Linked DNA regions of Arachis hypogaea: region 1 is linked to region 2. The links are chromatin contacts, called in public Hi-C maps. All regions are on one chromosome and are shown on one strand. Each heading gives the region's core, a stretch centred on a gene start, on an enhancer-like site or on the middle of the called end of the contact. The rest is flanking DNA. Distances are from core to core; before and after follow the strand shown.

Region 1 (7,716 bases), core at 2,545-5,044, 240 kb after region 2:
ATGCCAGGCAAACCTAGCATGAATGGTGTTGCAGAGCGAAGGAACCGAACTCTTAAGGACATGGTGAGAAGTATGATTAGTCATTCTTCCTTACCTGAATCACTCTGGGGAGAAGCCTTAAAGACCGCAGTGTACATCCTTAATAGGGTGCCAAGCAAAGTAGTTAACAAAACCCCATATAAAATTTGGACTGGGAAAAGGCCCAGTATAAAGCATCTGCATATTTGGGGATGTCCAACTGAGGTGCGACCTTACAGGCCGCATGAAAGAAAATTGGACTCAAGGACAATTAGTTGCTACTTTGTTGGTTACGCTGAGCGCTCACGGGGGTACAAGTTTTACAATCCTGCATCAAGGTCTATTTTTGAAATGGGAAATGCGAGATTTCTTGAGGATGTTGAGTTTGGGGGGAAGAAAATATTAGGAATGTTGCTTTTGATGAAGATTCTATAACTGACAATGATCAGGTCTTTGTACCTATTAATGTTCAAGATACAGTTATAGTACAAGAGCACAATGAGAATCCTACTGTAGATCGAGTTGCAGTACAAGAGAACAATGAGAATATTGTTGTTGCTCAAGATGCTGCTACAGTATAGGAAAATAATGAGAATCCTCCTCAATCCCAACCCATACAGCAAGCTCAACAACCTCAAGAAGTGTCATTAAGGAGATCCAATAGAGAAAGGAGAAAATTCATCTATGGTCTCAAACAAGCTTCCCGTTAATGGTATCACAAGTTCATCAAGTCATTACCTCATGGTTTTGAGGTAAATATTATAGATGAATGTGTATACCGCAAGTTCAGTGGGAGTAAATACATATTTTGGTCTTATATATGTTGATGACATTCTACTTGCTAGTAACGATATAGGCTTGTCGCATGAAACCAAGAAATTTCTATCGAACAAATTCGAAATGAAAGATCTTGGTGATGCCTCTTTTGTATTAGGAATCAAGATACTAAGAGATCACTCTCAAGGTATTCTTGGATTATCACAAAAGAACTATATCGAAAAGATTTTAAGTAGATATCTCATAGAAAGTTGTAGACCAATAGACATGTCCGTAACTAAAGGAGACAAGTTTAGTCTCAAAGCAATGCCCCAAAATGATCTTGAGAAGACAGCAATGCATGATAAACCTTATGCATAAGCACTAGGGATTTTAATGTATGCTCAAGTCTACACACATCCCGATATATCATTTATAATGGGAATCTTGGGTAAATACCTGAGCAATCCAGGCAGGATCATTGGATAGCTGTTAAATGCATAATGCGTTATTTAAAGCGAACAAAGGATTACATGCTTATTTATCGGATATCAGAAAATTTGGAGATCATTAGGAACTCTGATTCCGATTTCGATTTCATGGCATATGGTTGCGAAACTTTGTCACTGAGCTTCATATAGTAGATGACATTGAAAGGCCATTAAGGATATTTTGTGACAATAAGTCAGCAGTACTATACTCCAATAACAGTAAGAGCTTGACAAAATCGAAGCATACAGATATCAAGTTCTTAGTTGTTAAGGAGAAAGTTTAAGAAAAACAGATTTCCATAGGACATATAGGAACAGAGTATATGCTAGCAGACCCATTACCAAGGGATTGACCCCTAAAGTTTTTTCATGAGCACACTGCTCGGATGGGTGTCAATATTTGTGATGCATTGGTTTAGTGGGAGTTTATGCTATATGTCCTATGACAGATATTGAGTTATTTTTCTGCAGAATTAAGTTGATGGTTTATTTCATGTTATGTGAAATGTTTATTTTGCAATATTTGTATTGTGTTTGATCTCAATAAAGTTGGACCAGCTGGAAATAGACATGCATGAGATCACTTGGCATGTAATTTCCATATTACTCATCCAAATTTGATCTATGTCGTTGAGTATATTAGGATGGTGATTGGCGTGGTTTAGTCACGGCATTTAATGTGATAAAAGCTGCGGTAGTTCCATATCTAATGTATGAGACGGACCAAATTGTTAAAGTAATGAGAGAAATAGCATTCAGATGCGCGCATAAAGTTCATAAAGATGTGATTATGTCAAGAAATAATATATGTATAGCCAAAGTGGGAGATTGTTAGAAAATTATTTGATTTCCTAACTTATTTGTGGGTAATACATATATTAATTATAATCACAAATTATGCTATTTCAAATTAAATGACTTATATAATGATGATCTCATTTATTGTTTTAAATGCTAATTGAATAAGTCATTATTACTTTTGATTTGGAATTAAATGAGAATAAAACCAGATATTATCTTTTGTTCCTTAAATAATTATCTTTTTGGATTTTAGATATATTATCTTTTGGGCTTTAGATACTATTTTATTTGGACTTAAGGGTTTAATGGGTGCCATGCTCAAATATAAATAGACCTTCAGCCCAATATACCAAAAGTCGCTTTTGTTGTTCTTTCCCTATCAAAAGAGTTGCGATTCAGCCTCCTAGGAATACAGAAGGCTTTGGTTGAAGAAGATCGAAAGAATCACAAGATCCAAACTCTTCCGGTCATATGATTTATGTTTATGAATTCAAGTACGCTTCCACATTCGAATATGATATATATTTTTGGTGATTCAATATAGATGATCTGAGATATTAAAACTGATTTATTCTAACACTTTAATCATATGTAACGGTGGTCTATGGTGGAGCCAAACACTTTTATTTCACTTAATGAAATTCTTAACTTTAATAAGAAAAACATGTTTATAAAAACTTTTAATTGTGTCTAAATATTTAAAACATTTCAAACGTTAAATGTTTCTAAAGACTTTCAATTTCAACCCTCTATTAAAATGATTAATATGAAAAAATTTCACCCCACATTTGTCTCTGTCCTATTGATCTAAAAACGTAAGGTTAAAACTGAAACAATAAAAAGAATTTATGATGAAATTAAAAATAATTTAGAACGTGGTGATATTGAGAATAAAAAGTGAGGATCAAGTACCTAATTTATTATTAACAGTAAATAGATGAAATGTTTTATGAATAGTCATCACTCCAACTATCTAATACATTGTTAGTATGTTGGTGCAACAGTGTGGATATTTTAATTCACATCTTACTCTTAAACAATGAAAACATGTTATATATATTTATGTTATTTAATTTTATTATTTTCCTTTTCTTAAAGAGGGAAATGTGAGATTTCATACCTGATATTTGGTCTAATGTATGGAGCATGAGAGTAATTGAATATAGAATATTGGTAAAAACTTTAGCTAATTTTTTCTTTTAATAATTGATAAAAATACGGTCTTAATTGAACAATTTTTTAAACGGCAGAAATGTTATTAAATTATTTAAATTTCAAAGAATTAATTAAAAATTAAATAAAACTATAAAATGAAATAGAATAATTAAACTTAAATTTTGGTGAGAAAAAAAAATAAAAGGAAAAAATAATAAAGTGAAAAATCAAATATTAAAATAATCAAATTACGTATTTGTCATAAAAAAATTTAGAATTTAAATTTATTTATTTGTCATAAAAAATTTAAATTTAAATTTAGAAAATAAATTAAATTATATATATATTTATACATAAATATATTAATAACTGATTTTAATAGTTGATTTTGGTGTATAAATAATATTTTTGAATTAGTAAGTTAAAAAAAATTGATTTATTAGTTGGATATTTACGTAATTAATTCGAGGAAACAAAGGCAAAAATGGGAAGGAAAGTAAGGCGGCCCCCCCTTACGGAATCCGGATCAGTTGGCCGTTTCCATTAATTTTAACTGACGCGGAAACAACACGTGGTGGAAAATAAAATTACGCAAACTAAGCCAAACAAATATAAAAAGTAAAAACAAAAATAAAAGATAATGATGATAATGGATTAAATTAAAGTAATGCGAGAGTGGGGTTGGAGAGACCAAATGAAACAGCATAACAATACAGTCGAGAACAGCGGCAAGAAAAGCAACCTCTTACTTTTTTTATTCATTTATTTTTTTATAAAAGAAAAAGAAAACACTCACATATTCCTCGTGCTTCAATTTCCCACCTCCAACACCAAATATATTTATTTTTTATTGGGCCAATGAAAATTGGTCATAATTGTTTTCTCATTTATATATCAAGTCCTTGGCGACGAAGATCATCAGTACTTTAAACACAAATAGCGGTTCCTTCTTTGTTAGAATCCTCTTCAATATCTCCAACCGTTGATTAGGGATTTGTTAACGCTGCTTCAACTTTTTATACGGCCAAATATATTTGGGTGCTTTTAAGGTTGAATACTGCTACTATGTCTAGTTCGTCGGAATACTCGGAAATTTCCGGCCAGAAGCCGGCGAGGTCACCGGAAAAATCGAGCTTCTCTCAGACTTGCAGTTTGTTGAGTCAATACATCAAAGAAAAGGGCAACTTTGGAGATCTTACCCTCGGCATCACATGCAACACCGAACCAAGTGGTATGGATAATTAAATTCTCCCAATTATTATCACTATTATTATTTTCGAAAATTTAAGATGCTCTTAAATTATGTCGTTTTGGGTTATATATATATTTTTTTGGCTAGTACTTTAAAGGGGAAAAAAAAAAAAGAAATTGAAAGTTTTTTTTGTTACAAACTAATTCCTTTCTTAAGGGTTTGAAAGTTTCTTGTATGGGAAATTGATTTATTAATCTTTTTCAAACTCAAACTCACAGATCTAACACATGGCTTAATTAATTTTGCCCTTGATTTTGAAATAGGGAGAAGACAAATTTCATGAAAGGAAGCAATTCTTTGTTCTAATTTTATTTTATTTTTTGGGGTATTTATGTGTGCTACCTAAGTATCCAAAAAATTTCTCCTTAGTCCTTACAAAGTTAAGATTTTTTTTTTTAATTCGAAAAAGAATTTATCTGAATCTGGAAATTGTGCAGGGTCACCTGAAACATCGTGTCAGTCTGCAACAACTATGAACCTATTTCCTACCAAAGAAAACAACGTTGCACCAAAAAGCCTCACACTCACTGGCACAGCCATGGATTTGCTCTCTCCACAAGGTGCTTATCGTGCCAATCTTCCCTCTGAAGAAATTCCAAACTTGATCAATTCCAGGTTTGTTTATTACTTCCCATTCCTTAACAATTTGATAATTGATATGGAAAAAAGCTTATTATGTGTAACATACCTATTCATAATTGTTACAGATTTAATCACTAATTGAATTTCACATATCTAAATCCCAATTTGGGAACTACTTTGATTGCAATTTAATTTAAGGGTTCTGGTGGAAAAATTGAATCGAAGAAATAAAAGGTTAAGTTACTAATACCATAACCTAGTTACATGAATTCACCAATTATGTAGGGTACCGGGTACCAATTTACACGTACCGCATGCATATGGCGTGCTGTGTATTGCGTACCCACTCCCGTATTTCATGTAACTATGACTAATACATTAAATTATGTTAGAAACTTTCCTGTTCTCGAATCCTTAACGGGTGTCATTACCAAAAACCTTTAATCCAATTGTATTAAAATTTTTGGTTAGGCTAATGTGTGATTATTTATTCATGACTTGCAGTGCAGTTAAGTCTGTGAGCAAGGGCCTGAAAACTGCACAATTGACAATCTTCTATAATGGTCAAGTTGTTGTGTTGGATGATTGTCCTGCTGAGAAGGCGAACGAGCTCATGGCTTTTGCCAAGAAAGGAGTCTCTCAAAGCCAGAACAACTCTGTCTACACCTACACTCAGAGCCAGCCTTCATTTCCTCCTAATTTGGCCAGAACATCTGCTGCTGATTCGAGTGTTCAAGCCTTTCCTAACGTGAATATCGTTGCTAGTTCCGGTAGCAATTCGATCCATGAGCACTCAAAACCTCAGTCCAGACCTGTTGTTTGTGGTAAATTATTCTTTTGGATCTACTATTTGTAACTTGGCTGAAAAGAAAACCTTTTGTGCTGTTGTGGATCAAGTTTTTGCTGATCGTAAATTTTCCTTTCGATGCAGATCTACCAATTGCAAGAAAAGCTTCGCTTCATCGGTTCCTGGAGAAGAGAAAGGATAGGTAGGCACTCTCAACCAAAAATAAACAACAATTTTAAAGATTGGTGTTTTGCTTGGTCTCTCAATGTTTTGTATGTTTTAACCTTTTTTAGAGCTGTGATCCTCAAATCAAATTAATTGATAAAAGGCTTCTCACATGTTTGGTCTTCTTTGGTTCATGTTTCATTTGGTTTCCTCTAACAAAGAAAATCTCCTTTTTATCCTTTGACTGAAACAAACAAACTTGATTACTAGGTACTTCAAAAATGAAATGAAATTAGTTTTTTTGAATTGATTTTTCCCCTTGCACAAATTGAAGCTGCAATTCACATATAATTAAAGCTTTGACCTTTTAATCAAGTTGATTTTACCCAATTGACTTAATTTTATGTTCTTTGATTTTTGCAGAATTGCATCAAAGGGTCCATATCAAGCAGCAAATCCCATTGGGAGCGCTAACAAGCCAGCTGAATCCATGTCATGGCTTGAGTTGGGTGCTAAATCTCAAGAATGAGTGCAGCTATATATATATAGTATTATAAACTTTGTGCCTTTTTTTTGGGGGTTGTGTACCCATTGTTAAAAGTCTTTTTTGGGCTATAGGGTTAGCCTTTCTGTCTGTCCATCAATTAATTAGCTTTGGGCTCTGTTGTTGGGGCTTATATCATAGATCTAACTATACCTTAGTTTTGTTAGATGTGAAAATGGATCATCTTAATTTTTCTCCGTTGATGTTTTTAAGGAAAGATTAAGATGATTCATTTCGTGTTACCTGTTCTTCTAATTATTGTTAAGATTCTAAATTTCTTCGTATTACCTTAATCATTTTGAATTCAAATACATATATATATTGTTATTATTAATTTGTAGTGCTTCTTCTATTCTTGTTTGAGTTGTCTTTCATTCGCTCTATTTGCGTTGACATAAGATGGCAAAAAAGATGGCAATGGACAGGGACATAACAATAATAATAAAAAACACAAACAATAACATTAATAACAAAAATAGGAGTTACTTACATGGATTAAACGACGTTATTGTATCTTATTACGTGAAGGTCAAACACTGACCTGAACTTCTACTGTTAGTGGCAGCCAAAAAGGCAACTTGAATCCTCAACGATTTTCATTAATTAAGGTGAAAACATGCATCTAGATGAAGAGAAGAGAAGTTCAAGATTAACATGTGGAAAGTAACTAAGTTATGAAAGAAAGAAAAACAAAATTCTAGAACGTACGCAATCCCTTGAGCAAGCGTCAGTGGGAATTTTTCTATGGTTACATTTTAGATAGCAATGATGATTAAAAATTACATACAAACATTTGTGTGAGAGAATAACAAAATTTGTAAGAAAGAAATTAATATCAACTAAACTAGAGTAGTTAAATTAACCAACTATCTAACTACCAGTGCCAGGGTGTCATACCATCTAACTAACTTCTCAGAACTGACTTAACTAACTAGATTAATTATTTCACCTATCACAACTAACTTCTCCAGATTCTTCAGCAACAGGTCTTTGATTTATTCTAAGTTGAGGTCTCCTAATATGAAGAAAACACTTGGTCTTATTACGATCTATAACCCAATTAATTGGACATGGTGCTGAGTAAGAAAGGGAAAGCAATTTTGAATAGTAGATAAATGAGAATGCGTTCAAATTTTGAAAGAATATATACTAAGCTACAAATTGA
Region 2 (7,501 bases), core at 1,566-4,065:
AAGAAGCCATAAGTCCCTTCCTTTTTGGTTCCTTTGAGTTACCACCTCTGCTTCTTCCTTTGAGTCTCATCGTTCTTCTAAGTTTTCTAGCAAAACATACAAACTCGTCATTTTATAAACAGTCACTACATTCATCATCCAATGATTCAGGGCAAGATTTAAGAGCCACTTCTTTCCTCTCCTTTTTTTTTGTATCATTTTTTTTGAGTGATTTCACATGCTAGTAACTTTTCTCTCAACTCATTATAGGTCATTTCACTTAGGTTACTTCTTTCATAGATAACAGTATCCTTAGTTTTCGACTCTCTTGTCAAACTTCTCAAGATTTTTCTCACTAGCATCCGTTCGGAATGAATAATCCCTATAGCGTCCAAGCTATTAATGATGATAAAGAATCTCTCGAACATATCATCAATTGATTCTCCTTCCTTCATAGAGAATATCTCATACTCTTTGCTCAGCATGTCACTTCTAGTTTCTTTTACTTGTATGGTGCCCTCATGTGTGACTTGGATCTTATCCCAGGTTTTCTTTGCTGTTTTGCATCTTGAAACCTTCAAGTATTCCTCAAAGCTGGTTGCACAGTTCAGCATGTTAATAGCCTTGACATTTAGTTCTACCTTCTTGTCATCTTCGTTCTAATCTGCTTCAATTTTAGGAGTGACAACACCATCAGCGGCTGTTTTTTTTTTTTTTTGAAGAATGGATATCTGTTGTTGGACTATCCTTCAGTCAGAGTATAAGCCACTGTGTAAAAATTCATGTTATTCACCATCAGGATCTTTCCTCCAAGCTGTGAAGCTTGATCTCTTTGAGACCAAGCTCTGATACCAATTGATGGTAATCAGTGGCTAAGAGAAGGGGGGTTGAATCTTAGCCCCCTTTTTTGCTGAATCTCAATCTCTGATTTTTCAACCAAACTTTAGGAGATATTTCTGCTTTTGTCTCGTGTCGAGTTAAGAGACACTTTTGTTTTGTCTCGTGCCTTGAGAGACACTTTTGTTTTCATCTCCTGATTAACAAAAACAGAGAAAGGAGTAGAGAAGAAGAATTAACAGCAGATATATCCTGGTTCAGCCATTAGGTGCAATGTGGCCTATATCCAATCTCCATCACAACAATAATAGAATTTCACTATCTCTTTTTTAATATTACAAACACTAATTTCTCCTTAGGAACTACCCATTCCTATCTGGGACAAATCCAGATTCTATTCCCAATCTGAACTTGACTTGGACTTAAACCAAGCTTTCAACTGCAAAGTGTCAACCCAACTTACAAGGGAATAAGTCCAGATTCTAACCCAACCTGAACTTGACTAGAACTCAAACCTGGCTTTCAACCGCAAAGTGCTAACCCAACTTGTAAGGGAATTCCCTCAAGATCATGACAACAAAACAAAAATACATACAAAGAATTTCTGAGATAAATATGGATTTTTCTTTAACTCTCTGCATTTTTCCACTCATTGGCTTTTTCTTACAAAACCTCACATTTTGCCTTTTACCAATGAAATACAGACAGACTCACTGAGAAAAAGAAATATTCAATGAAAGCCATGAAGGAGAAGAATAAACAACTCAAAGAACTATGGGAACCCAAACGTGTGCTCTCACTCCTTGATCTCAACCCTTGGCCGTTCACCCTTATTATAGAAGGGGAAGCTCCCAAGGTTGAAACCGGTTCAACCAACCCAGCAACTTCTTTTCCAACATAGGTTAAGTCACGGTTTGAACAAAAGGAAGAGAGAGGAAAAACCGAAACTACATGCATGTACCTCTCTCAACCTTTTTCATCCATTTTCTTCAATCTTGGCCATTGATCTTGACTTTGACCCCAAGAATTGATTATGAACGTTGATGAGCGTCTGACCCAGGCTGGCTTCAAGCTTCCCATTTTTGTTTCTTCCCTACCTGAGACTCAGAGGCTATCTTCTTCACAAAAATGGAAATAAATCTTTGCTGTGCCTTCAAGATAGATTTGCTTCATGAATCGAGGCATTTCATTCTTTCCTTGGCAACAAATCTTTAAGTCTTTCTTCAAATCTTTCCTTTTGTGGAAACAATCTTTCTTAGTCTTTCTTCATAGGCTTTGGTTTTAATTTTCTTCTTTCTTTTTTTTTTAATGAAAGATGTGACCGAAAGCAAAAGAGAGGAGAGAGAAGAGAGAACAGCTTTCATTGGAAGTCATCAATACAAATTAAATTGAATTGAATTTGGAGTTGCGATTATCAACGGTGTAGTTACTAAAGCATGTTTTTAATGAAATTAAACTCAATTGGATTTTTACTTTCAATAACCAAGAATGATAACTTTGGCAATTTAAATTTTCTTTGGTTTGTGACTACCGAACGAGTTACTAAGGGTTTGGACCATTTCCTTCTTTTTTTTTGCCTTTTAATTGTTTAGCCACTTGAAGTGAATAATTATTATTGGGCTAAACTTGTTTAGTAACCAAACTGTGCTCTCATTACTTGAGCCTCTTTGGATCTTTTTTTTTTTTAATATTAACCACTATTTATGAAATAAATTTTGTGTAAGGCTGGCCATTCAATAATTAAATTGGGTTTAATTACATCTTAGCCCAATATTAAAAACTAATTTGTTTCCTGCACACTAACAAAAATATCAAACAAACCATTGGAAGCAATTTAAACAATTAATAATATTTTAATAATATTTACTCATTATTTCAGTTTTCCAAATTCAACACATGTAATATATTTTGATCGTAAAATTAATACTTTTTCGGATATATAATAGATAAATAAAAAGAAAAAGACTAGTTTAAATAATCGGCGGGCGCCAACTTAATTGAAGGAAAAGCTAAGCTGGCTAGCTTAGTAAAGTGTTCCTTACTGTCTCACTCAGTCTCAACGGTCTAAACTCTATACTCTAGTCTAAATTCTAAACACAGTCACACATGCTCTGCACTATGACACACCTCAAACCCTAGCTCCTTCCGATCTACTCACCACAATTCTGCTTGCCACCGTCCGTGGTCGCCGTACTGCTTCTCTCCCTCGTCGCCGTTCTGCTCGCCGTTGTCACCGAAATTCTGGTAGGTGAGTCCTCTCTTTGCTGTGTTGTGTTGACTTGTTAATTTGCTTGATTAATTAGTTGATTTTCTGGTGCTGTGTTCGTTCAATTTTAACTGATTTCTCAGACCCTATTTCAAATTTCATGGAAACATTAGTCCTTGTTGGTGTTTGAACATTTCCCTTTTGATCTGTATATCATTGTGTCCCCTGGATTTGAGAAAATGTTCACTTTTGACTATACAGTTTTTGAATCACTCTGTAGATTTTTGCTGTGTCACACTATCATAGCAGTACCTTAATGTTTCAGCCTCATTTACTCGTAATTTTCTTCAATTCTAGCAATTTGAATGGAACAGAAACAGTAATCTACTACCAAAGGCCTCTACTCTTTTTGATATGTGTTTTGGAGCTCCAAGTAAATACAAACTCTTAAGTAAATAAATTCAGTTCCAGTTTCATATGATGTACAAAATCTGCACCATTTTTTTCTTTCCTGTTAATTTTTTTATCTTTTGATTCTAGAAAAGGGTGGAGAATTTTTAATATGCACAGGTATTCTCAAACATGTTACATACTTAATGATTCTCACTGACTCAAAAAGGAACTACAAATTCTGCTTTGTTTTGTAAGGTGATTTTTTTTTTTTTTTGGTTATTTTCACTTCCAGTACATATAGGAATGTTGTGGCTTATAGTTTCAACAATTTGATGCTTAATAGGCTCAAGATTGTTATGAGCTTTCAGCCGAGTATGAAGGGAAGCATAATAATTGAGAAGTTGGAGGAACTTGGGAATATGTTTTAGTGTTGGCCTTTGAATGACTTAAATGGTTACATAACGTATGTCAATTGAATGACTTACAGTTTATCTTTGATAAACTATTTAATTAAAGACCATGCCATCCAATTCCCTATAAAATAACGCATAAATTATATTGGCGGTCATCCTCATTTGAATTAATGATATACCAAAGTTATGCTCACTATAAATCTAATATACCAAAAGTATCCCCACCTTTGTTTTTTCCCTTCTGTTTCTAACACTTTCTCTTCCTCTTTCTGTGCGCTCAAATTGTTGAATCAATTCAGCATTTCTTTGACACTGAAATAACGAAGAAACAAATGAAGATGAAGACCAAAACACCATTGAAGCAGCTCAAGCTTGCTGTTCCTGCTCAAGAAACACCCATCACTTCATTCCTGTAATTATATTCTCTCTATCTTCTCTATTAACACTCACCCATGTCTTCTTAGCTTCACCACTTAAATTCGCATGTAAAGTTGCCGTCGTTAGCTTTATGTCACTCTTTATGCTTTGTTGTTGCTAGCTACCAAAATATACTAGTTTAGCACGTGGGTTAGTTTGACAACAATTCCAACATGCAGTATCTTAGATTACTTGTTTTTTTCATGTTTTAAGCTCGGGGAATTGTCTTTATATGAGAAGAAAACTTTCTTTATATCAGGACTGCAAGTGGCACATTCCATGATGGAGATCTGCTGTTAAATCAGAAAGGACTGCGTCTCATCTCTGAAGAGAAAGAATCAAGGGTAGCTCTTATTTCTTCCACATTCCCATTTGTTGTTTCTACTTTCTAATCTAATATATATATATATACTATTTTCAATTTTGCATAAATTTTGCCTAATGAGTTGAATTTCAAAGCCAGCTTCCATTGCTTTATTAGGATCTAGAAACTACATTGCTTATCTTCAATCAGTTATGGTGTTCAGTTTTGATTACTTGGTTGCAATTTTCTCTACTAGTTTCCTCACAATGTACATTGCACTATCGTTTGCAGCAATTATTGTTAGTTTCAATTTTGATGACTTTGATTCAATTTCATTTTCCTTGTAGCATCTAATCTTAGACTTGTAATTTTCCTGTTTGGACAGCCTTCTGATGGTAAGGAACTGGAATTCGATTTCTCCCTTGATGACCTTGAGACCATCAAAGTGATTGGAAAAGGTAGTGGTGGCGTAGTACAACTTGTTCAACATAAGTGGGTTGGAAGATTGTTTGCTCTGAAGGCGAGTACATGCTGCACTTAATAACCTTATTTGAATTGCGTCTGGTTTTTATTTGACACATTATTTTAAGGTCAACATAGTTTCCTTAAAGTTCCTTTCTAAAACAAATGGATTCATGACATGAAAATTTTGAAACAAGTGCAATGCTTATTTCAGAAGTTTGTTTCACATGTTCATCTTAATACGGCAGCTATCTAAAAGATCAGGTTTGAGATCATCAGCTAATTAGATTGGAGCCTTGACATGATGCAGACAGCAACCTTAGTATGAAACTGTGTCTTTTATGCTGCAATTCTTTTCAGAAGTACTTTCTAGATCAGCCTTTTCTGCTTCTTCCTAAAATTTGATCTATATTATTTGTTTGTTGTCTATGTTTTTAGCTATTTCAATAACACAGTTTAAAATTGTGATCTTGCGCTGCTGTAAGGGATTACATTTTAAAGTAAAGCATACTGAATTTAAAAATTGTTTTTCAAGTCTCAACCCTGTACATTTTGCTTCTGTCCTTCATTGCAGGTCATTCAGATGAACATACAAGAGGAGATTCGAAAACAGATTGTTCAGGAACTGAAAATAAACCAAGCTTCACAATGTCCACATGTTGTGGTTTGTTACCACTCATTCTACCATAACGGAGTTATATCGCTTGTCTTAGAATACATGGATCGCGGTTCTCTGGCAGATGTAGTCAGACAAGTTAAAACAATTCTGGAACCATATCTTGCCGTGGTTTGTAAGCAGGTATGGTAGACCATAATTCTTTCAGTCTTTCTTGTTGAAATTGCCACATTCTAGTCCTGTCAACAATTGAGGCTCATTTACTGTTCCCTGGTTAATTATTTATGAGCCATGTCCATATTACAGGTGTTACAAGGTCTTGTTTACTTGCATAATGAGAGACATGTGATACATAGGGACATCAAACCATCCAACCTATTAGTCAATCACAAAGGGGAGGTGAAGATTACTGATTTTGGCGTTAGTGCTATGTTGGCAAGCTCAATGGGCCAAAGAGATACATTTGTCGGAACTTACAACTACATGTCGGTATGTGCCTTTTTTTTTTTTTGGCTCTATGTTACCAGAATATACTTCGTATCTACAATCAAATTCATCATAATCAATAGACTGATTTGTTGGCTTCCTCTTTTAGCCAGAAAGAATTAGTGGGAGCACTTATGATTGTAGCAGTGATATCTGGAGTTTGGGCTTGGTAGTACTTGAGTGCGCCATAGGAAGGTTTCCTTACATACAATCCGAGGATCAGCAATGCTCCCCTAGTTTCTATGAGCTTCTGGAAGCAATTGTCGAAAGGCCTCCACCTTCGGCTCCGGCAGATCAATTCTCTCCAGAGTTCTGTTCATTTGTATCATCCTGGTAATTGTTATTTTGTTTCACTCTCTGTGTCCCTACCAGGAAAACTGAAATCAGTAACTATTTCAAGTGGTCATTTTGATCCATTTGTTAGTTTAATCCGGTATCACCAAAATTGTTGTAAATTCTGAACAAACTGTCTTGTTTCAATTCTAAGTTCAATTTGGCTTAATGCAGCATCCAAAAAGATCCACGGGATAGATTGACATCCTTGGAGCTTCTGGTTAGCAACCTAACGCTGTTTTCTTTTACTTATGAAATGTTATATCTTATTAAAATTCTTAAATGCTGATTCTACTAATCTTATTGTGTGTTTACAGGACCATCCTTTCATAAAAAAGTTTGAAGATAAAGATCTTGATCTTGGAATTTTAGTAGGTAGCTTGGAACCCCCTGTAAATTTTGCTAGATAAAGATCTTAAAATGCAATGTGTAAAATTTGTACTTGACCAATCATAACTCTTGAAACAGTTCATGAAAACTTCTCGTCCGTGATGCTACAATAGAAATATATATCCGTGTCAGTTTTGAGATTGTTAACTTCAATTATAATTTCATTAAACTTATTTGTGTAATAGATGTTTGCATTCAATAGCTTCACCATTTTGGTAGTTTATTCTTTCATCATTAAAATTCCTACATCCTTGAACCAACTTGAGATACTAAAATAAATATATTGTGTTTTGACGTTGAGACTTGAGAAGTTATATTTGTATTACGATTTACGAGTGTTTCATCTTCAAGGTGGATTCTGTGGTGCCTTCTAAAGAACAGTAGCACCGCAAAATTAACGTCATCTAATAAAGGCTAATTGTGCCTTCAAATTTCTAAAGAGTAGTGGTACCATATAGCTAATATGATATAATAGCTAAGATCTCATAATGTTCTCTCCTCTTGCAGCACATACCAAGAAATTCACATAAAACTTGACAATGTGTATTTATATCAATGGGATAATCTGATATAATTAACTTTAGTTGCAGAATTAGGAAGGCAAATGAGTAACTACAATATTTACAATCTTTGGTATCTCATCAGTTTATTATCTGTGTTGAGCC

What was found. A called contact is a pair of places that touch in the nucleus more often than the background predicts.
Region 1: a Hi-C map of leaf shows a contact between it and region 2, with 3 times the contacts expected there. The contact joins the promoter of LOC112738365 here to the promoter of LOC112738363 in region 2. A contact is called at or near these places in 2 of 8 Hi-C or Micro-C datasets (leaf and an unstated tissue).

Annotation. Positions count from the first base shown.
Region 1 is chr13:52,373,357-52,381,072 of arahy.Tifrunner.gnm2.J5K5, forward strand. It overlaps LOC112738365 (protein TIFY 10A), which reads left to right and starts at 3,795. Exons shown (of 5, transcript XM_025788790.3): 1 at 3,795-4,452; 2 at 4,911-5,088; 3 at 5,560-5,879; 4 at 5,987-6,044; 5 at 6,431-6,885. The coding sequence starts at 4,287. The coding sequence ends at 6,536.
Region 2 is chr13:52,138,550-52,146,050 of arahy.Tifrunner.gnm2.J5K5, forward strand. It overlaps LOC112738363 (mitogen-activated protein kinase kinase 6), which reads left to right and starts at 2,816. Exons shown (of 9, transcript XM_025788788.3): 1 at 2,816-3,060; 2 at 4,128-4,240; 3 at 4,505-4,589; 4 at 4,935-5,069; 5 at 5,586-5,810; 6 at 5,934-6,116; 7 at 6,223-6,446; 8 at 6,621-6,666; 9 at 6,764-6,989. The coding sequence starts at 4,161. The coding sequence ends at 6,856.